7 separate regions of the Mus musculus genome follow, and all the other regions are linked to region 1. Evidence: chromatin contacts called from public HiChIP or PLAC-seq and promoter capture Hi-C data. All regions are on one chromosome and are shown on one strand. The core of a region is the stretch at or near the end of the contact, and the rest is flanking DNA. Distances in the headings are between cores, read along the strand shown. Region 1 holds the start of Fblim1 (filamin binding LIM protein 1). Region 2 overlaps Fbxo42 (F-box protein 42). Region 3 holds the start of Cplane2 (ciliogenesis and planar polarity effector 2). Region 4 holds the start of C630004L07Rik (RIKEN cDNA C630004L07 gene). Region 5 holds the start of Tmem51os1 (Tmem51 opposite strand 1). Region 6 holds the start of Szrd1 (SUZ RNA binding domain containing 1). Region 7 has its middle 5.6 kb from the start of Gm13056.

What was found. Promoter capture Hi-C pulls out the DNA fragments that hold promoters and counts their contacts. HiChIP or PLAC-seq counts read pairs in DNA pulled down with a chosen protein or histone mark.
Region 2: a contact with region 1 is called in a promoter capture Hi-C map of liver, with 2.3 times the contacts expected there. The contact joins the enhancer-like site here to the promoter of Fblim1 in region 1. A contact is called at or near these places in 2 of 39 promoter capture datasets (cranial neural crest and liver), 3 of 484 Hi-C or Micro-C datasets (cortical neurons and embryonic stem cells), 7 of 115 datasets of contacts at active chromatin or transcription factors (embryonic hindbrain, embryonic stem cells, pancreatic cancer cells and 1 more) and 1 of 9 other capture datasets (adipose tissue).
Region 3: an H3K4me3 HiChIP or PLAC-seq map of neural tube shows a contact between it and region 1, with 4 times the contacts expected there. The contact joins the promoter of Cplane2 here to the promoter of Fblim1 in region 1. A contact is called at or near these places in 3 of 115 datasets of contacts at active chromatin or transcription factors (embryonic hindbrain, embryonic midbrain and neural tube) and 2 of 9 other capture datasets (adipose tissue and embryonic stem cells).
Region 4: a contact with region 1 is called in an H3K4me3 HiChIP or PLAC-seq map of embryonic stem cells, with 7 times the contacts expected there. The contact joins the promoter of C630004L07Rik here to the promoter of Fblim1 in region 1. A contact is called at or near these places in 1 of 39 promoter capture datasets (embryonic stem cells), 4 of 484 Hi-C or Micro-C datasets (the G1E-ER4 cell line, cortical neurons and embryonic stem cells), 5 of 115 datasets of contacts at active chromatin or transcription factors (embryonic midbrain, embryonic stem cells, kidney and 1 more) and 4 of 9 other capture datasets (adipose tissue, embryonic stem cells, liver and 1 more).
Region 5: a contact with region 1 is called in a FOXA1 HiChIP or PLAC-seq map of pancreatic cancer cells. The contact joins the promoter of Tmem51os1 here to the promoter of Fblim1 in region 1. A contact is called at or near these places in 3 of 484 Hi-C or Micro-C datasets (all in embryonic stem cells) and 6 of 115 datasets of contacts at active chromatin or transcription factors (bone marrow-derived macrophages, embryonic stem cells and pancreatic cancer cells).
Region 6: a contact with region 1 is called in an H3K4me3 HiChIP or PLAC-seq map of embryonic stem cells, with 9 times the contacts expected there. The contact joins the promoter of Szrd1 here to the promoter of Fblim1 in region 1. A contact is called at or near these places in 2 of 484 Hi-C or Micro-C datasets (both in embryonic stem cells), 5 of 115 datasets of contacts at active chromatin or transcription factors (astrocytes, bone marrow-derived macrophages, embryonic stem cells and 1 more) and 1 of 9 other capture datasets (adipose tissue).
Region 7: a contact with region 1 is called in an H3K4me3 HiChIP or PLAC-seq map of embryonic stem cells, with 9 times the contacts expected there. The contact joins the enhancer-like site here to the promoter of Fblim1 in region 1. A contact is called at or near these places in 1 of 39 promoter capture datasets (neural stem cells), 8 of 484 Hi-C or Micro-C datasets (the G1E-ER4 cell line, bone marrow-derived macrophages, cerebellum and 3 more), 9 of 115 datasets of contacts at active chromatin or transcription factors (acute myeloid leukemia, embryonic stem cells, epiblast stem cells and 2 more) and 3 of 9 other capture datasets (adipose tissue, liver and pancreatic islet).

Annotation. Positions count from the first base shown.
Region 1 is chr4:141,598,659-141,601,358 of GRCm38.p6, forward strand. It overlaps Fblim1 (filamin binding LIM protein 1), which reads right to left and starts at 1,266. Exons shown (of 9, transcript NM_001163256.1): 1 at 1,190-1,266.
Region 2 is chr4:141,157,992-141,160,691 of GRCm38.p6, forward strand. All of the region lies in intron 1 of Fbxo42 (F-box protein 42), which reads left to right. Among named protein-coding and RNA genes, the nearest start is that of Fbxo42, 11 kb to the left of the region's middle. Within about 2 kb of position 1,325, at least 59 of the 459 cell types and tissues checked have an H3K27ac peak or open chromatin away from gene starts, as enhancers often do. A contact at or near this core is called in adipose tissue and liver, where this site is marked.
Region 3 is chr4:141,212,572-141,215,271 of GRCm38.p6, forward strand. Cplane2 (ciliogenesis and planar polarity effector 2) reads left to right here and starts at 1,385. Exons shown (of 6, transcript NM_001081174.2): 1 at 1,385-1,492; 2 at 1,752-1,901. The coding sequence starts at 1,790.
Region 4 is chr4:141,243,639-141,246,338 of GRCm38.p6, forward strand. C630004L07Rik (RIKEN cDNA C630004L07 gene) reads right to left here and starts at 1,252. Exons shown (of 2, transcript NR_165245.1): 1 at 1,157-1,252. Arhgef19 (Rho guanine nucleotide exchange factor (GEF) 19) reads left to right here. Exons shown (of 18, transcript NM_001379647.1): 3 at 1,180-1,328; 4 at 2,537-2,700. The coding sequence starts at 2,566.
Region 5 is chr4:142,082,996-142,085,695 of GRCm38.p6, forward strand. Tmem51os1 (Tmem51 opposite strand 1) reads left to right here and starts at 1,303. Exons shown (of 5, transcript NR_027137.1): 1 at 1,303-1,979; 2 at 2,686-2,700. Tmem51 (transmembrane protein 51) reads right to left here and starts at 1,309. Exons shown (of 3, transcript NM_145402.3): 1 at 1,067-1,309.
Region 6 is chr4:141,138,440-141,141,139 of GRCm38.p6, forward strand. Szrd1 (SUZ RNA binding domain containing 1) reads right to left here and starts at 1,357. Exons shown (of 4, transcript NM_001025608.2): 1 at 1,253-1,357. The coding sequence starts at 1,303.
Region 7 is chr4:141,282,661-141,285,360 of GRCm38.p6, forward strand. No RefSeq gene overlaps it. Among named protein-coding and RNA genes, the nearest start is that of Gm13056, 5.6 kb to the left of the region's middle. Within about 2 kb of position 1,376, at least 27 of the 459 cell types and tissues checked have an H3K27ac peak or open chromatin away from gene starts, as enhancers often do. A contact at or near this core is called in embryonic stem cells and epiblast stem cells, where this site is marked.

The DNA.
Region 1 (2,700 bases), core at 16-2,515:
CTATGAAAACTTCCCAGCAGACCCTCCACCCCCATCCTTCCTCCCCCGGAGGGCAAATCAGACACCCAGATCCAGTTGGGTAAGCGGAGAAAGTGGGAACAAAGGGAAAGAAAGTCATTTCCTGTCAAGAGGAAGGAAGGAGGCTGAGAGCCGGCCAGCCAGCCAGCCAGGGCCGGCCTTAGGCTGCAGCCCCTGGGAGGGGATGTGCTGGCGGCCTCGATAACTCTTTGCCCGCACTCTAAAGCCACCTCCGAGTCATTTCTAAGCATTGCTCTTTCACACAGACCAATAAGCAATCTAAGTTGAGGACTAGAATTAAACTTTGCTGAAAGTGGAAGAGTGAATGTCCCCCCACTCACTCCCACAAGACACCTTGCGATCTCAGAAGGCTAAGGGCCTCTCTCATCCTCTTTCCTAGACCAGAGAAAGGAAGAGGCGCAGAAGTCAGATCTCCTCAGGCTACCGGTCTTTTGTACTGGGCGACCTTGACGCGGTCACTCAACCTCTCTGGGCTCGCTTTCTATTCATAAAGAGAATAGAAGTCTGCCCTGGAGGGTGGCTGGGGAGGCCAGCTGGTCGTTCAGCCCCAGGGGGGAAGAAGGAGCCCTGCGGCTGGAGGACAGTGATCTCCATTGTTAAAAGCTGGAATCTGGGCGCTGCCCAGCCTCTCCCCCTGGGACCTCAGGTCTGGCCTGGAGATGGGGGAGTAGTTGCACTCACTTTGGGGATCGCCCACTTCCACACCCCGCCAAGCCAGGCGAGGAGACCCCAGGACCCTCCTTTCCCTCTCCAGACTGGAGCTGGAAACAGGGTCCGGGAGGGGCAAAAGAACTCGGGAACTCTGCTCCCTGGCACAGCAGCAGAGCGGGACAGTTGGCCGGGTCACCGCAGTGACTATAATTCGATCCATATGCGGGACGCTATCCTCTTTGTGCGGGAGCCTCTGCCCTGCTCAACCCGTCCCAATCAAGAGCCAGGAGATGACCCCTGTGCCGTCCCCGCACAGCCTCCCAGAGTCCCCAATGGCTGAGATCCTGGGACACACAGGGACAAGACACAGTACCCGCCCCGAGCCCCCCAACCGCGCCGAGCTGGGTTCAGTACGGTGGCCGAGAGTTGCCCATGTGGCCACCTGAAGTTGACCCTGCCCGGGGAGCACAGCCAGGACCCCCACGCCGCACCCGCTTACCTGCCGCGCTCCCCACGCCCGGCCTCCGCCGGCGCTGCGCCTCCGCCCCTTGCTCCCGCCCCAGCCTCCCTCCGCCCGCCGCCCCGCGCGCGCCTTACCATAAAAGGTGACGCTCGGGGAGGGGGCGCTGGCTCGCCCTACCTGCCCCCCCACCTGTGGCCGCGCCCCCTCCCTTTGTTCCCACCACTCCTCCCCTTCCCTGTGGCTCCTCCTCCGCTGCCCACCCCCACGGTGCACCGGGGAGGGGCGGGGCGGGCTGGGGAGTGGGATCCTTAGCCAACCTCGCTCTAGGTCACCTGGATGAGAGGCTCCACCTGCCCCAATTGGTGGAGAGGGGTACTTGTAGCCAGACTGACTCTGAAATCCTTCAGGGTCATAAGTTAGGCTAGACGCATGACCTGGACTGTCAACCCCGTTTTCTTAAGCCTCAATCTTTAATTCCTAAAATGGGGTCCGCACAGCCCACCTCTGCAACGTGGCCTAGAGTTAAAGCGATAATGCTAACATATACTGGAGTTGCGGGGCTTATTCAAAGGATGCCTGGGGTAGGGTTTTCAGACACCCCAGCGAAGCAAGTCACCTGGATCTGCTGTCCTGGGCTGTCACTGCCTGTGTGAGCCTATGAATCCTTCTACAAGTGGGTCTCAGGTCCTGTAGTGGAAAGAGGCCCTTACAGGAGACAGGGGAAACAATCAGGTCACCTGTTTGCTTTCCGGCCCTGTTACTGGCCCCTGAAGAAGCAGAGCACAGGGCCCTGCGGCCTGGGTTGGGGCTGCTCTGGACAGCTCAGGTCCCTAGAGACCTGAAGACATTGCAGGGGAAAGGAATCTAGGTCTGATTCCCAGGCAAGCCGATTGTTCTTTCGATTAGAGGCACAATGGGGGACTGGGCAGGGGAGAGCTGGACCCAGAGTCATGGGGGGGGGGTAACTAGGAAGGATTAGGTCCCCTTCTGCAGCCCTCCTCGCCCCCCCCCCCCACATACAACAGCTCCTCGAGGTGGTCCTTGTATTGCTGCAGAAGAGAGGTGTCAGAGTGGGGTGTCTGGGTGCTCAGCTCCATCCTCCGCCTCCCCACTAAGCCCCACCCCCTTAATGGCCTCCCCAGTCTTTGCCATTAGATTTTTCCATTTGATTCTACCCGCCAGTGTGGAGTCACAACGACGACAGTAACTGCTGTTTCTAGAGACTTCCCTTGTGTCCCTTTCAAACCTTTCATCTAACCCTTCCAGACTCTACTCCAGGGCTGATAGGTCCCACCCCACAGACCAGACACTGAAGCCGGCGAGGACCGAGGCTTGTGCAATGGGCACTGGACAAGGCTAGATTCAAGCCAGACCGGAGAGTGCCCCTTAGGCACCCGGATCTGCTAGTCCCAGAGGCTGGATTGCTGCCACCATCCCCAGATGAGAGCCAAGGACAGAACCCAGTATTATGCTGAGGCTACCGGTGCCCAGGGGCCCCTTGGGTGCGTTCCCAACCTGGCAATGGGGCCTCTTGTCTGTGGCAGGTG
Region 2 (2,700 bases), core at 75-2,574, 440 kb before region 1:
AGCCACACAGGCACACACACTCACACACTGCAGGCTGTGGATAAATGGGGGTGCCTGCAGTGAGCCTCCATGCCCTTCGGGCACACCTCAAGATGTTCTACATTCACAGTAGCCGCCTGCAGTCTCCCCAGACCCAGAGTTCTTGGTGTGTTTCTGTGTGTCTTAGGCAGAATATTATGTGGCCCAGGATGGCCTTAAACTCTGTTTTGTAGGTAAGCATGGCTTTGAGTTCCTGATCCTCCTGCCTCAGCCTCCTAAGAACTGGGGTTACAGGTTTGTACACCATGCTTAGTGCCTTTTGTTTTGTTTTCTTTTGTTTTTCAAGACAGGGTTTCTCTGTGTAGCCCTGGCTGTCCTGGAACTCAGTCTGTAGACCAGGCTGGCCTGGAACTCAGAAGTTCACCTGCCTCTGCCTCCCAAGTGCTGGGATTAAAGGTGTGAACCACCACGCTCAGTGCTTAGTGCTTTTTTGAGTTTGATTGATCAAATCATTGGCTATTGGTGATCAAGTTAGCAATTGGAGGGTTGGCCTGATAGTCTGACTCTTTAATCATGCTTTAATCTTTCTCGTGGTCAGTCCTAATCCTGAAGCTCCTAGGGCTGCCAGTTGTCAGTTAACTATTAGTACAGAAAGATTCTACTTTGGAAATTCTCCTGTTTTTAGAAGTTGTATGCCAGGAAACAGAAGAAAGGCCAATTATACATTTCACGATTATCACACTCACACTGGAATCCTTAGCATTCAGCATTTCAAGGTTGTACGCTACAACTAGTCTGTATCATTAACTTCATCAGTAAGGACTTTGTTCCTAGCCAGGCATGGTAGTACATGCCACTAATCCCAGCACTTGTGAGGCAGAGACATGCAGATCAATGTAAATTTGTGGCCAGCCTCAGCTACATATTACCTTCCTGCCTTAAAAAACAAAACACTGGGCCTGGGGAGGTGGCTCAGCAGTTAAGAGCACTGGTTACTCTTGCAGAGGGCCTGGGTTTTGTTCCCAGAGCTTACATGGGGCTCACTGCCGTCTGTAACTCCAGTCCCAGGGGATCTGATACTCTCATCTCCACAGGCACCAGGTACACATGTGGCACACATGGTTACATGCAGGCAAAACACTTGTGCACGTAAATAAAACAACAGAATAGCTTTAAAATAGAGGCCGGGAGCACACTCGGCTGGTGGAGTGCTTGCTGTGGGTGTGTTCCTCAATACTACGAGAAGGCAGAATATCGATATTGATAAGTAACTGTTAGTGTCTTAGACAGAGCTTTTACAACGAGCAGGCTTCCTGGTGACACCCAGTGGAGATTAGCAAAGGTTAAAGGTTCATTGATTCAGTGCTTGCAAAGCTGAAGTTCATTGTGGAAGGAGTGCTTGAGATGTCTGACGGCCACTGACGGCCACCTAGTGTCAGTTTATTTTATGTACGGATCTAAGGAGGTAGTTGAGGCCAGCTGAGCTACTGTAGTGTGTTTTAGGCGAGGGCAACCAAAGCCGTGGGGCCCTGTCATAGCCACCTCAGTTTTGCAGGGTTTTATTATTGCAAAGAAGGTACATGAAGCCACCTCTGCATGTGTGCTATGTGTATATGACTTTTTTTCAGTGGAAAGATGTCTGAAAATTACCTTGCTCAGTCAAGCCACCCCCTCCCCCCAGTTTACATATTTAAGGATAACTGTTGCCAAATGCAGAAGTTCTGATGTTTTTCTGTCCTTTGTGCTCCTGTTGCCTGTGCAGTAGCAGAAACCACTTGAATGAGGGTTCACAGATGCAGCTCTAGGAACTGTTAGGAGAGAGCGTTTCACTGCAGAACTGTTGTAGAGAGCACAGTGAGTTAAGAGTTTGTAAGGCTGGGCCTTGATGGACACAGGGCTGCCTCAGAAGAGGAAGCTGCTTCCCTTAATTGCACCAAAACGCACGCACCAGCGTGGGCGCTCTGGGGGTGGGGTGCATTCCTCTTCTCCAGGGGCATTCAACTAATATGTGAGAATCTGATACCAAGCTCTGTGGAGTTAATTTATGAAACTCTGTGATTTGACTGTAGGAAAGTTTTATTGATATAATCAGTTGGAATTTATTAGATAAAAGTAAAATACAGCCGGGCGTGGTGGCACACACCTTTAATCCCAGCACTCAGGAGGCAGAGGTATGCGGATTTCTGAGTTCGAGGCCAGCCTGTTCTACAGAGTGAGTTCCAGGACAGCCAGGGCTACACAGAGAAACCCTGTCTCGAAAAAACAAAAACAAAAACAAAAACAAACAAACAAAAAGTAAAATACAGTGTTAGTTAAATTTTGTTAACGATCTAGGCCTGAATAATGTGGAGAGCTGGACATAGTCGCACAGGCAATCAGGAAGCTGAAACACAGGGGTTACAAGTTCAAGGCTAGCCTGGAGTGGTTAGAGACCAAGTCTGAAAAAGAAAAAAAGGCACTGTTTCTAACTTCCCTTTTGATTTGTTCTTTTTTTTTTTTTTAAACAACCAAAGCCTTATGTTTAAAGTTACAGTTATATCAGGTTTTTTCTTAGATACAGAAATTCAGGGCCTGTGATGGCGACTTGAGTAATGGTGTCTGCTACATGAGCTTGGCAGCCTGAGCTCAGCCTTCATGGAGGAGGAAGGGTACTGTCCTCTGACCTCCCGTGTGCACTGCCACCATCAATAGTAGATTTAACTAAAACCAAATTCAAATTTG
Region 3 (2,700 bases), core at 135-2,634, 390 kb before region 1:
TGCAATGGGTTCCGTCCAGCCACAGACTCCAGTAGAAATGGTTTCCTCTTGCACAGCCTTGCTGCCTCGTAAGGCAGGGACCGAAGCACCCTCTCTTGCACCCTCCTCCCTTGCCCACCTCCGTCTGCCTCCGTGGGTCTGTGACCTCCTTGCTGCTATTGACTTCACTAGCACTCCTAGGTGCCGAGGGTGAAGTCTTGAAAACCCAGAACCCAGTCTGGCCGGATAGATAACATGTTTTTAGAGTCAGGTAACCCAGGCTTCTGAGTCTGTTTTTCCACTGACGAGGTGTGTTCCAGCTACCTCATCTGGAGTAGCAAAGACATGAAGCTGTTTATATAGAGATGAGTGTCCACAGACTCCAGGGCAAGCGGCCCTCACGGAGTCTACTTAACTCATTCCTTGCAAAGCAGTGGCTGGCCCTCCTTGAAGACGCTGCTCGAGATGCTGGTGAAGATGACAGACGTCACTCAGAGTGTCTCAAACACCCGCTCATCTTGTGCAGCTCACAGGCATTTCCTGAGCTGCCATCTTTGGGGTTGCTCACAGGTCCGGGCCGGAGCATCCAGTCCGAGGGCAGGACTTCTGGCTCACCCTTGCTTCCCAGCACCAACCAGATGCTGGGCACACAGTTGGGGCTTGGTCATTGTTGAATGACAAGAATGAATAAATCAATTAGTAGACAAATGGCTCTTTATTCAGACCTCTTACAAAGCCCCTTGAAGCCTCAATCCAGAGGTATTTGACTCTGGACCTGCTGGGCAGGGTTGATGGAGCTGTGATGTTAATAACAGGAGCGTAAGAACTAAACCTGCTGAGCTTTGCTGCCCAGCATGGTTGTAAAGAACCCTGTGAAGGTAAATAAATAAATGGCCAGACATGGTAGCACATGCCTTTAATCCCAGCACTAAGAGGCAGGGGAGTTTCTGTGAATTCAAGGATAGCCTGATCTACAGAGAGTGTTTAAGGACAGTAAAGGCTACTATACAGAGAAACCCTGTCTCGAGGAGGAGGAAGAGGAGGAGAAGGAGGAGGAGGAGGAGGAGGAGGAGGAGAGGGATGAGAAAAGAGAGGAGGAGGAGCAGGAAGAGGAGGAGGAAGAGGAGGAGGTAGAAGAAGAGGAGGAGAAAGGGAAAGAAAAAAAAGAAAGGAAATAATATCCATTTTGTAGAAAAGGAAACTTAAGAGGCTCAGAAAACTGATGAAGCCTCCTTTCTGGGGGAGATGATCATGTTTGATAGGAAAATATGAGCTCACATTGGTAAAGTCGAATAAGAAAGATCCTGCTTAGGGAAGGAGCTGCAGACCTTGCAAAACCTACAAAGACCCGCCGGAATTCAGGAGCCCCGCCTCCGCCTGCGTCGCCATGGCAACATTTCTGCGCATGCGCTTCGTGGTCAGCGTCTTGACCTGACGGAAGCAGGCTCTGCTGGCAGGACAGAAAAGAAGGGCGGGCTTTTAAATCGTCACCCTGCTGGCGGGGACTGTGAAGGTTGGTGGTCCCGGGAGTCGGAATTGAGGGGGTAGAGGCGAAGTGGGGCTCGGAAGGAGATAAGGCAGAGGGGACTTGTGGAAATACCTTCCCAGGACAAGGATGGGTTAGTTCCCCAGAGAGCAATGTAGAAGGATGGGGCTATAGAAATGCACCTTCGGGATGGGGATCCAGGTTCCAAAGGAAAGCCAGAGAGAGATTAAGGACCTCGGAGTCGCCTTGCGATAATGGTTGGCCCTCTCTCCACTTCTACTCCCAGTATTCGGACACATCCTTACCTTACTGGCGTACTCAAGCATGGCCAGACCTCCCATGCACGGTTCGGTGATTGTCCCAGACTGGCATGAGACGGTCGAGGGTAAGGAGTACTTAGCCTGCATCCTGCGCAAGAATCGCCGGCGGGAGTTTGGTAAGCGGCACCCCACCTCACCCCACCCCCGTCCCCCAGACCTCACCACGTGCCACTAGTACACTCTTGACACTCCCTGGGGCGGCAGGAACAGATCTGTGGAACCTGCCCCACAGCACTTCTGACCATCGAGGTCTCCTGGGTGCCGCCTCTAGCCTCTAGTCTCAGGCCCCCTTCCCCAAATCTCCTTAAAGCTAATTCCACCAACAGAGCCAGGAACCTGGAAACAGCCCATGCCTGCCAACAGCAACTGTCACCAGAGATGCTGTTGACTGAGCCCTCACTTGGGGTCATGCCCTCTGCTGGGCACTTTGCACAGCAACCTTGCAACCTTGTTTCAGAAAGCGTTTCACTATGTTGCCAGTATTCATTGTTGTGTATCCAGTACTGGTTATGTAGACCAGGCTGACCTCAAACTCACAGAGATCCACCTGGCCTCTATCTTCTAAGTGCTGGGATCAAAGTCACGCATCACCACACCATGTCCTGCCTATTCAACTTTCTATTTATTTATTTTATGTATATGAGGGCTCTGTCTGCATGAATGTCTGCAGACCAGAAGAGGAAACAGTGTGAGACACCATCCATGTAGGTGCTGAGAATTGAACTCTGGAAGAGCAGCCTGTGCTGAGCCATCTCTCCAGCTCCTGCTGTGCAGTTTTAAGAACTCATAAAGATCCCAATGAGTTGGTTTGGGGATTTATTTGTAGTAGCTGTAAATATTTTTGCTTATATTTCCCTATTAAAGAAGAAATTGTAATATATATATATATTTTTTTAATTAATTTAATTTTTTTCC
Region 4 (2,700 bases), core at 2-2,501, 360 kb before region 1:
GCTCTGGACCTAAATCACTAACATCAGCGTTGGGTGGTCTGCATCCTGAGAAGCTACTGGGCTGGCGCCCCAGCTTGACAGGCAACTCCCATGTCCTCTTCCTGACACTCTGCTTGGCTTGGAACCCCTGTCTAGCCATGACCTTTCCAGGCCTGAGCACTGTGGAAGCAGACCAGCTTGCCCACCCCTGACACATCTCTTTATCCTGTCTTCCTGAAAGCCCTTAGCTCCTCCTTCAGCCTTCTCCTCTGAGGTCTGAAGATGCTTCTGCCTTAAGATCTGATGTTTTGCTTATTTAACTTCATAAATCATGGTGGACAGGAGTTGTTCTCCGGGGGGCGTGGAGGGGGGATTCTAGGCCCGAGTATGCACTTACACCTAAAAGAGACCTGTGTGCTGGACAGGAGCTGACTCTGCCCCCCTTCTGCTTGCTCCTACTACTGGCTGCTGGCCCAAGGCATCCTCCACCAAAAAGTGAGATGACACTCAGGGGACCGCCTACCAGAGACAAGGCTCACAGTGCCCTGTACCTGAGGCATTGCTGTTAATTCTTGTATTAGCATCAGGAAGTGGGTACCAACTCTCCTACTTTAGGTTGAGTGAGCTACCCAGATTAGTACTTATAGACCTAAGGGACAAGGGCTAAACAAGGGAGTGAGGTACAGCAGTTTTTTGGGAGAGAGCCCCTGAGAAACAGCCAGCCTCTCCCTCAATCCCCCCCAAACTGAGAGAAGAAGCTGGGGTACAGTGGGGAGCCCCAACTCTCATATACCAGACGCACCCTGATGTTGCTGGTTCCGGCCTGGGGTCAATGCTCCATCTTTTTGTACTGAGTCCTTGAGGGTTTGAACCTTGCAACAGTAAGCTGGGATCTCCTCCAGGAAGCCTTCCTGGCATACTGAGACTGGACTGGGCCCAGCCCCCTTCTGTGTTAGTGCCTGTGGTTTGCTTCATGCCAACTCAGATTCTAACAGCTTTTGTTTCGGCTCTTCCACCAGGCAACCCCACTGAGCTATTATTTCTTCACCCCAGTCAGTCTCCCTGTGTTTGTTTGTTTGTTTGTTTTCGGGACTTCTCATCTGCCTGGGAATCTGGACCAGTCTGAGATTTGAGGTGTCTCAGCCTCAGCCTGTCCCCGGGGCCTCAAGGGTCTCACCCTCTGTGGTTTCTCTTCTTCAGAGTCTCCAGAGCCAGTTCCTGAGCTGTTGTCTCTAAGGCCGCCATTTCTCTGGGTCTCCCTCTTATTTCTGCCAGACTGGGCACTGCCCCTTTGGCCAAGGGGCCTCTGCAGGGGTCCTCGCTGCCCAGACTGCCCACAGCGCAACCAGGCAAGTGTAGGCCCCCGCCCAGCCCCAGCCCGCTGCCTGCTCCCTCCCTCTCTTTGCCTCACCACAGGGTTTGATGAATCAAACTCTTTGTCTGGGTGGGATCTCCCCCAGCCAGCTGGGCAGAGACAGGGCTTCCCTGCCGGAGCAGGCAGGCGGCAGCAGCTTCAGCTGAAGAGGTGAGGGGCAAGAGAGAGGCCACAGAGGGCCCAGGGCAGAGGTTTGAGGGTCTTGGACCACTGGGCTCACCATCCCGCCCTGGGGTGCTGGCACACTGCCCAGGGATGGCGTCCTGCCCAGAAACGGCCCATTCTGCCTGGCTTGATCCAGTGTCTGGGAGCTGGAATGGGGATAAACCCCTCAGTCACCCCAAACTGGGGATTGGGCATCTCTCTGCTCTTTCCTGGGAGGGACTAATCTGGGTGGTGGCCCTCCTGCCAGTCTGTGACCCTCCCAGCCAGCTTGGCAAGGCTGTAGGCATCACTCAGCGTGAAGGGCCTCAAGTCTGGGTATGGAAGGGGTTGGATAACTTCAGAATGAGACATTGGGGGCTGTGTGTATCTGCATCCTGGAATGTGCGTACATGCCTGGAACTTGTGTGTGTGTGTGTGTGTGTGTGTGTGTGAGAGAGAGAGAGAGAGAGAGCGAGAGAGAGAGAGAGAGAGAGAGAGAGTAAGAGAAAAATCTAAGCTTGTGTAACAAACTAAACCAAACCAAAAAAAACAAAAAGGATGTGACTGGTGACTGTATACCGGGTACTGGAGTTTGACATGTTTCAAGTTATCTGTGAAACTATGTTTGCCAGAAGAAAATGTGGGTCTGTGTGCTGGAGCATGAATTCGTGTGACAGTGTATGTTATCTGTATGTCTGGTCACATGTCCACATGTGAGAGAATTTCCTAGGTGGCTAAGAACGCAGCTTTGGAAGCCGTGACACCTGTGTGAGAATCCTGGCTCTGCCATTTGGCTCTCTCACCTACAGGCGTCAGTTCCTTAAGTCAGTCGATGGAGATTAAATGAGATGCTATGTGGGTGCTTCCTCATCTGCTAAGTGCTGGTGATTCCTACTGGCGTTTATTAAACAGACATGTGAGTGTATCTGTGTCCTGTGCACATGTGTGCATGAGGGTCTGTGCGGGCCTCCAGGACATGGTGGCTCACTGTCCCTCCCTGTCGTACTATATCTGGGTCTGACACCTTCTCTCCTGCAGGCCCAGGAGGGTGACAGAGTAAAGAAGGAATGGACTGTGGGCCACCTGCAACCCTCCAGCCTCACTTGGCTGGACCACCTGGCACCGCCCGTCGCCCAGTAGCTGTGTGCCAGCAGGAGAGCCTGTCCTTCGTGGAGCTGCCTCCGAGCCGACTGTGTGTGGAT
Region 5 (2,700 bases), core at 53-2,552, 480 kb after region 1:
ACAGAATGGCCACCAGTCTCTTTTTCTCTGCTCACCCTTTTCTTTCTGTCTGGGTTGGGGGAACCTTTGATCTGGTTCTGAGGGAGATATTTGGAAAGGAGTAACTCCCCCCAAGGACCTTTGAATGACAGGTCTCAGTGGGAAAGCTCTTGACCCTTCTCTTAAGAAGCCAACCTTCAAGTTTGCTTTCAAAACAAAAGCTAGAGGAACTAGAGGAAGCCCTGAAGTGGACAGGTGGGGATCCCTACCCCCCCCCCCCAAGCCTGCTTAACTCGCCTAGGTCCTGCCCCTTCACTCCACTCCTGACTTCATCTCTAAGTTTCCATATTGGCCAAGGACCTGGCTCAGGGTCACATATATCATCAGAGGAGAAACCCACCACCTTGCAGGGTCCCCCACTGACAGGTCTCCTGCTCCTACCTTGTGCGTGAGAAAAAAATTCTCAAAGTGGCCAAATCAAACTTGGCGTTCCCTCCTCAAATGCACCCACAACATTCATATCAATTACAAGCAAACTTACTATGTCGTCGGTATTTTGTTCTCCCCTGCACCCTGTAACTTAATTTACAGTCATTGGTCTGCGAATACTTAGCCTCAGCCTAGGGCTCCTCGGGCTCCTATAGTCACTCCTATTTTACAGGCGAAGAAACTAAGGACCCTGGAGGACCGCTGGCTCTCCACCCCTCGATTGCTTCTTAATCCGGTAACAGTCAGAAGGAAGTAAGAATACACAATGTCCACCCCTACATTACTAGGACAGAGGCTCCCACGGCCGGCTCAGTGCCCTATCCAAGTTCTTTCCTCTCAAAAGTGCCCAGGTGCTCTGTCCAGGCACAAGCGGATGGAACCTGTCCCCGCCAACAGGGGGCCCTCGAGGCCAAAGCCAGAGCGACGCGGGGAGGCGGGAGAACTCCACATCAGCCGGGTGCGGCTACAGAGGGTGCGGGGGGGGGGGGGGGGCGGAGTGGAGTCCCCTGAGGAACATGTCCGACATGATGCTCCCGGACGCACGGATACCCAACCCGGGCCCTACCGTGCTCTTTTCGGCGCGAGGACGCAGACTCACCCCGAAGGCAAAGGGCCACGCTTGGTCTCTGTCCGCAGGCCCGGGGCTGGGGGTTTCGCGACACCCCCACCCCAGGCAATCGCGGGCCGCGGAGCCGGAGCCGGGGAGCACAGCGTGGAGAGGGCGCGCAGCCCGGGGACCTCTGTGGCGATCAGCCAGCGCGGCCCAAAGCAGCGAGAGCAGGAGGGAGGGACCGAGGGCGCCCGCAGGAGGCACCGCCCACCTGCCCACCCTGCGCCCTACGCCACCAGGCGGGGACCCGGACCCTGGGGCGGAGCAGGCTGGAGGGCCTGGCCCTGCAACGCAGTGCAGGGTCCCGGACCTCCTACTCTGAGGCTGGGGAATGGCTGTCTACTGGGGCACTTGAGGGATAATGGGAGCTGGGAGTCCCTGTTCGGCGACCTCACCTGGCTGTAAACTCACCTTCTTGTGCGCGCAGGCCGCCGCTCCTGCGGCTCCAGGCAGCCAAGCCCAATGATGGGCGGAGGAGGGAAGGAGGAAGGAAGGGAAGTTTTCCCAGCCTCTCAGCTCACGCTTTCGGTCAGCTTCCCACTCTCTGGTGTCCCGGACGCCCTCCGGATCGCCACTTCGAGCCCTAGTCTAGCTCGGGAGTGTTCCCGTAAGGGGCGCGTTCCCAGCTTGGCAGAAAACTTTCCAGCGAATCACAGGCTGGCTTCTCCCTCCGCCTGGAGCCGGGGAGGGTGATCTGAACTGAGTGGCGCCTCACCTGGCTGGAAGTTTGCCTGGGAACCCCACGACTCCAGGCACAGATCTATGTGCCCTGCCAGCTCTGAATCTCGACCTGGGTGGCTTCGTGGGTGCGCAGCCAGCTCTTTGAAGTTCAAGGCTTGAGAAGTCCCTGGGCAGCCGGGTGTCAGAGGATTCGGCTGGGGTTAAAAGGCGCCTCCTACTGGTGTGTGTGTGTGTGTGTGTGTGTGTGTGTGTGTGTGAGAGAGAGAGAGAGAGAGAGAGAGAGAGAGAGAGAGAGAGAGAGAGATTGAAAGTCCGCTTTCTGGATAAACCGCACAGCTTGGCTGCAGCCAAGTTCACTTGGAATTCCTGGGTACATACTTCCCGAGCTGTATACTTCCGGAGTCCAATCACACTCTATACACTGCTACTTCTTATTTGCACTGATAGAAAGGGATTAATTGGGAAATGGCTTGTGATTTGGGAAGTGAAAAGGGCATTTTTGGAAACAGGTTCGGAGCGCAAGAGTAACTGCTAACATTTCACGTCCTTACTCTGAACCCGGCCTGGGTGACCCCACCCCCGCCCCGCCCCGCCTCGCCTCCTGAACATTCTCCCTCAACCTCTCCACCCGGCACAGCCCGGGCCTATAGTTTGCATTTCACCCTGACAGACTCGAGGCAGGTCATTCAGAGAGTCCCAGAGGTGGAAGCAAGGAATACTGGTACTTTTCCATGCCGGGATTCAGCTCTAGACCTGCCCCTACACCGCATCTAATCTAGCTGGGCAGGTCTGTCTCTTCCAAGCGGGGAGAGACCAAGGACTTAACAGCCAAAGCTGAGCTGAGAGGAAAACTAAAAGAGTCGCATCGCACACTGTCCAACCTTCTGCCTTAATGTGTTTCTTTTTTCTTACCTCTTCCCACCCAGGAGCTGCCTGCCTCC
Region 6 (2,700 bases), core at 107-2,606, 460 kb before region 1:
AACCAAACAAACACACACTTTCTTGATTCAAGGGGAATGTACCTTAAACCTCTATTAAATAATCGCTGAACCAAGCAGGCCTTCCAAGGCTCGTTAATGCTAAGTCGAAAAGCATCACCAATCTTTCGAGAAATGCTGAACTAGCGGAAAAAACTTCGAGGCCAAGTTTCAACATTCCTGTGAAGATACACCACTGCTGTGCTGGTTAGAAGCGCTAGGGGAAGACAGACCCAACTCCTCCTCTATCCTAGTATATGTGACTCCCCACACATAAACTTTTGAGGTGAATGTCACCGGAGCGGAGCCCAGCCCAGCCCAGCCCAGCCCGGCCCGGCCCGGCCCGGCCCAGCCCGGCCCAGCCCAGGCGCGGACACATGGTCACCAAAGAGACATTTCCGTCTCCACGAGGGTTAGCTTCGAACCTCAAACTCTGAAATTACCACGAGAATCACGAATCTAATAGAGGAGTTCCTACTTGGGATAATTTTTCCTTTTCCTGTAACTTTTGGGGGCAAGCAAAAACTCTCACTCGCATCATACCGATCGGTAATCTCCCCTTCTCGCAGGCATGAGGCTATCTTACAAATCACACCCTTCTTCCTTTCCCTTCCCTCCACTCAGAAGAACGTAGTCCGAGATCCTTCCCACTGCGCAGATCTTAGGGTGGGTCCCGGGGAAGAGCAGATGCTTTGCAGAGTTTAGGGGAGCTCTGCTGAGATCCCCGGAAAACTCGGACTAAAACTGAAAGAGGAAAAGGGAAAGGAAGAGAAAAAACCAGGCTCGCTCACCGCGGCGGAAGGCGCACAGCGGCGGGGGATTTCGGCCCAGAGCCCAGTGGTCCCAGAGGACACATGGTCGCTTGCTCCCCGCTGTCTCGGGGCCTCCTCCCGCTCTTCCTCCGAGCCAGGCACTCCACCCGAGCCCCTCCCTCACCAGACGGAGCTCAAGAACTTTAAAATGGTCCCTAGGGCGCGGGGGACCAGAGAGAGTTGCCCCGGGGTAGAAGGTGGGGCGCCCAGAGCGAAGCGCACACCGCTGGGCGGAGAGGCACCCGGCAAAGGTGGAGAGAGAAATGGAACGCGGCCCCTTTAAGAGGCCTTCACGGCGATCCGGGACCGGGGGCCTCTCTTCCACCTCCGGCCCGGCGTGGGAGACCCTTCCTTGGGGAAAACTCTCCCCAGACCCACTCCCCGGAGGCTTCCCTCACGCCAGGTCCGCCCAGCCCTACCGCGGGGCGGCAGCTCCTCCTTACCCCGCTGTCTGCCGCCTCCTCCCAGCTCTCAGCGACCTCCTCATCTTCCATCTTACTCGCCGCTTTCCCTCCTCCCCCAACCCCTCCCCGCGCCTGCGCCTTGAAGCGCGCCTGAGTCGCGGGCGGAGGCACGCAGGGCTTTCCTCAATGGACCACGCCCCCTCCCCCAGCCCGGAAGAGGCGCCCGGCCAGGTCCTCCACTCGCCTGGTCTGCCATCTTGGAAGAGGGCAGGGAAGTCAGATCGGCCTCCATCTTTCATGAGGTCAATACGCTCGCTGGTTTACTGAATGAGAGAGTTCAAGTGACGTTACCTGCTCCAGTTCGGGAACTGTGTGCTTTGGAACCATCGTTTCTTAAGGGCAGGCAATGATTGAAAATTAATTTTTTTTTCAAAAATTGAATCTCAAAAGAAAAAAAGTGAGTCTAAGTTTTTCTAAGCTACAGGTCACATGTTTGTTTTACAGCATTTTTTTTTTTTTTTAAGGTGTGCGCCACCACACCCGGTAACCAGTCATACTTTTTTTTTTTTCTAAGATTTATTTATTTATATGTAAGTACACTGTAGCTGTCTTCAGACACTCCAGAAGAGGGAATCAGATCTCGTTAGGATGGTTGTGAGCCACCATGTGGTTGCTGGGATTTGAACTCCAGGCCTTTGGAAGAGCAGTCTGGAAGAGCAGTCGGGTGCTCTTACCCACTGAGCCATCTCACCAGCCCTGTTTTACAACATTCTTGAGACATTTCTATACTTAAAGAAAGGATTAAAAAGCATCTTTGGCCGGACGTGGTGGCGCACGCCTTTAATCCCAGCACTCAGGAGGCAGAGGCAGGCGGATTTCTGAGTTGGAGGCCAGCCCGGTCTACAAAGTGAGTTCCAGGACAGCCAGGGCTACACAGAGAAACCCTGTCTCGAGAGGAAAAAAGAAAAAAGCATCTCTGGGCTGGAGATATGGCTCAGCAGTTAAGCGCACAGCCTGCTCTTACAGAGGTCCTGAGTTCAAATCCCAGCAACCACATGGCTCCCAACCATCTGTAATGAGATCTGGAGTGTCTGAAGACAGCTACAGTATCAGTATACTTACAGATAAATAAATTAAAACATCTTTAAAAAAAAGAAAGAAAAGAATTAAGGCAGCAGGAAGAAAAGACTCAGACAGCTGAAGATGGTGAGAAGCATGGCATTAGGAAGCAGGCACTGCCTGAGCAGTGCTGGCCCTCGCCTTTAATCCAGCACTCAGGAGGCAGAGGCAGGGGAATCTCTGTGAGTTTACAGAATGAGTTCTAGGACAGCCCCTGTCTCAAAAATTAAACCAAAAGGAAACAAGACAACAACCACCACCCTCCTCCCACACACACCTTATTATACTGAAGAGTCACAACCGGTATCTGACTTCCCTTAAAAATTCTAAGGGGGTCGCCGGGACGCGTTTAATCCCAGCACTTGGGA
Region 7 (2,700 bases), core at 126-2,625, 320 kb before region 1:
TCTTCCACCTCCTCTTTCTCTGGCTGCCTCTCCTTCGTCCTCTCTTCTCCCTCTCTAAAATCTCCAGCCCCACCTTTCCCTTCCACTGCCCGATCACAGATGTGGCCTTTATTAGTTAAATGGGGAGAAGGGTCCTTTGAAATCACCCAAGTACGTGATCCACTCCCTGTCTAGGCAGCCCCTCTGGAGGAAGCAGCATTAACATCAAAATACAAACAGCACCTGGGCAAGGAGATGCCCTTCCTCTTCTGCCTGATTTTGCCCCACACTTCCATGCTTCCTTAGGCAGCCGCGGGCTCCCTGGTCTCCTCTGATTGCAGCATGGGACCCACCTACCACCCCAGTCACTGTGTTTGCTTAATTCTGAGGATGAACCTCAAGGCCTCCCTTCCTCTGAGATAGACAAGCGCTCCACTGTGTTTTAAAACTTTTTTTTTTTTTTTTGGTTTTTTGAGACAGGGTTTCTCTGTATAGCTCTGGCTGTCCTGGAACTCACTTTGTAGACCAGGCTGGCCTCGAACTCAGAAATCCACCTGCCTCTGCCTCCCAAGTGCAGGGATTAAAGATGTGCGCCACCACACCCGGCTGTGTGTTTTAAAACTTATTTCCCACTTCGGAACTACATCCTAGACACTCAGAGTGTAGACAAGAGACTTGGAGGAGACTCGATGTGGAAGCAGGAGCTAGGGGTCTCAGCTTCTCAGACAGACCTTCCAGCGAGGGGCAGGCTTCTCTACTAGGGCTGAGGCCTGAGCCACACCAGAGTCGCCCACGCTGGGGAAGTTGTTGCCTCCACAAAACAGGATAGTGAGAGAAGGGACAGACAAAGAAAGGGAGACCCAGAAGGTCAGTAGAGAAGGACTGTGTGTGTGTGTGTGTGTGTGTGTGTGTGTGTGTGTGTGTGTGTGTGTGTGTGTGTGTGTGTGAGAGAGAGAGAGAGAGAGAGAGAGAGAGAGAGCCAGGGATGGGGTGGGGGTCGGAAAAACCTCCATATGCGTCCACACTCGTTTGTTAAATAAGCTAGTCCTAAAGTCTCTGTCCTTGCTGGCTGGCGGTAGCCCAGGAGTGTGACCTTGGGGCTCCAGTCCCCTTGCCTAGAAATGAAGTCATGGCTGTCTGCCTTAACCTCCTCCACTTGGGGACCTTGTCCCTGGATCCTGGCTCAGAGCTGAGGGCTCCTGAAAAGACACACCACACTAACACACACACACACACACACACACACACACACACACACACACACACACACACACCCTGATGCTCTCAGATGCCCCCAGGGGTGGTCTACAGCTGAGTTGTTCATCACTCTTAGCTGGGAGAATCTGGCTCCTAGAATGCCTGGGGCTCAAGCCAGGCAAAAACTGTAGCCCAAAGCCTCGGAGAGACACGGGCTGACTCGCAGCTTTAATGTGCAGTCTGATCCGCAGGGTCTGGAGAGCCCCAGCAGGCGGGGCTTCCCTTTCTCCCTAGGGACACAGTCTTCAGTCCTGTAATATAGGGCCCTTGGTTAGAAGTGAGGACGTTATGAAGGTGTTCCCAGAGGGTGGGGGAGGGGAGCAGGTTCACTCTAAGCAGTCACGGGTTCTGCTCAAGTGTGCACACAAGGGCACACGTGCATATTCTGCATTCAGACCCAGCCTTTGCTATGGTCTGAGTTCTATACATTGAAACCTCTGAGAATCCTCAACCTGCTGGTGGTACCCACTACCCTGTCTCCTTTTGTTGCATTGTGTGTGTGTGTGTGTGTGTGTGTGTGTGTGTGTGTGTGTGTGTGTGCTTGGGCCTGCCATGTCCTCCTTTAGTGAACAATGAGACAGAGACTTCTCATTAAAACAGATCTGGCAGAAAAGATGACATTCTAAAGGGATGACCTTGTCTTTCAAGGTGACTATCAGGCCAAGGAAACAGTGCAGCCCAAATAATTAGCAACTTCATAAATTGGAATTTCCCCAGGAATCTCAAAATGGGAGAAGGGAAAGGCCCTACCCTTCTGGGAGGGAATTTGTCCCCTGATGGGAGAATCCACATAGCTTGTTGGACCACCCTACTGCTGAGGCTGAAAGCCCAGACAACAATGGGTGGGTGGGTATGGGACCGCGCCTTGACCCAGGCTGCCTAGATGTACACATCCTCAGCTCTCCATTTAACCATTAGTCTCACTTCAGAGCCGACCCAAGAGTGGGAAGTTTGTGAACTCTCTGTCCCTACTCCCAATGTGACCACACTCAAGAAATCTTTTTCTGCTTTCTATTTTTTTTTTTGTCTATTTGTTTTTGTGAGACAAGTTTTCTCTGTGTCCTGGACTCACTTTGTAGACCAGGCTGGCCTCGAACTCAGAGATATCCATTTGCCTCTGCCTCCCAAGTGCTGGGATGAAAGGTGTGTCCACCGGAGCCAGCCCGCTCTCCTTTTTAAATTGTCTTACTCAGGATGGTGGCAGGATCTGACTTGGGGTACAGTTTGTGAGCCTCAAATTTGATAATAGGATCAAGCCACGACCCAGTCTTCTGAGGATGAAATTGGAATCAGAATTCTACTTTACTCTCTGTCCGCCCCCTTCCCCCCCTCCCCGCCCCCAGCCTCACACCCAGGGGAGTAGGGAGCGTCCAGGGCATGGCTCTCTACTGCAGGGCCCAGGAGGGGCACAGCGCACCTCTCAGGCTTCCGGGAGGGGCCTCTCAGATAACAGCTGATCCTCAG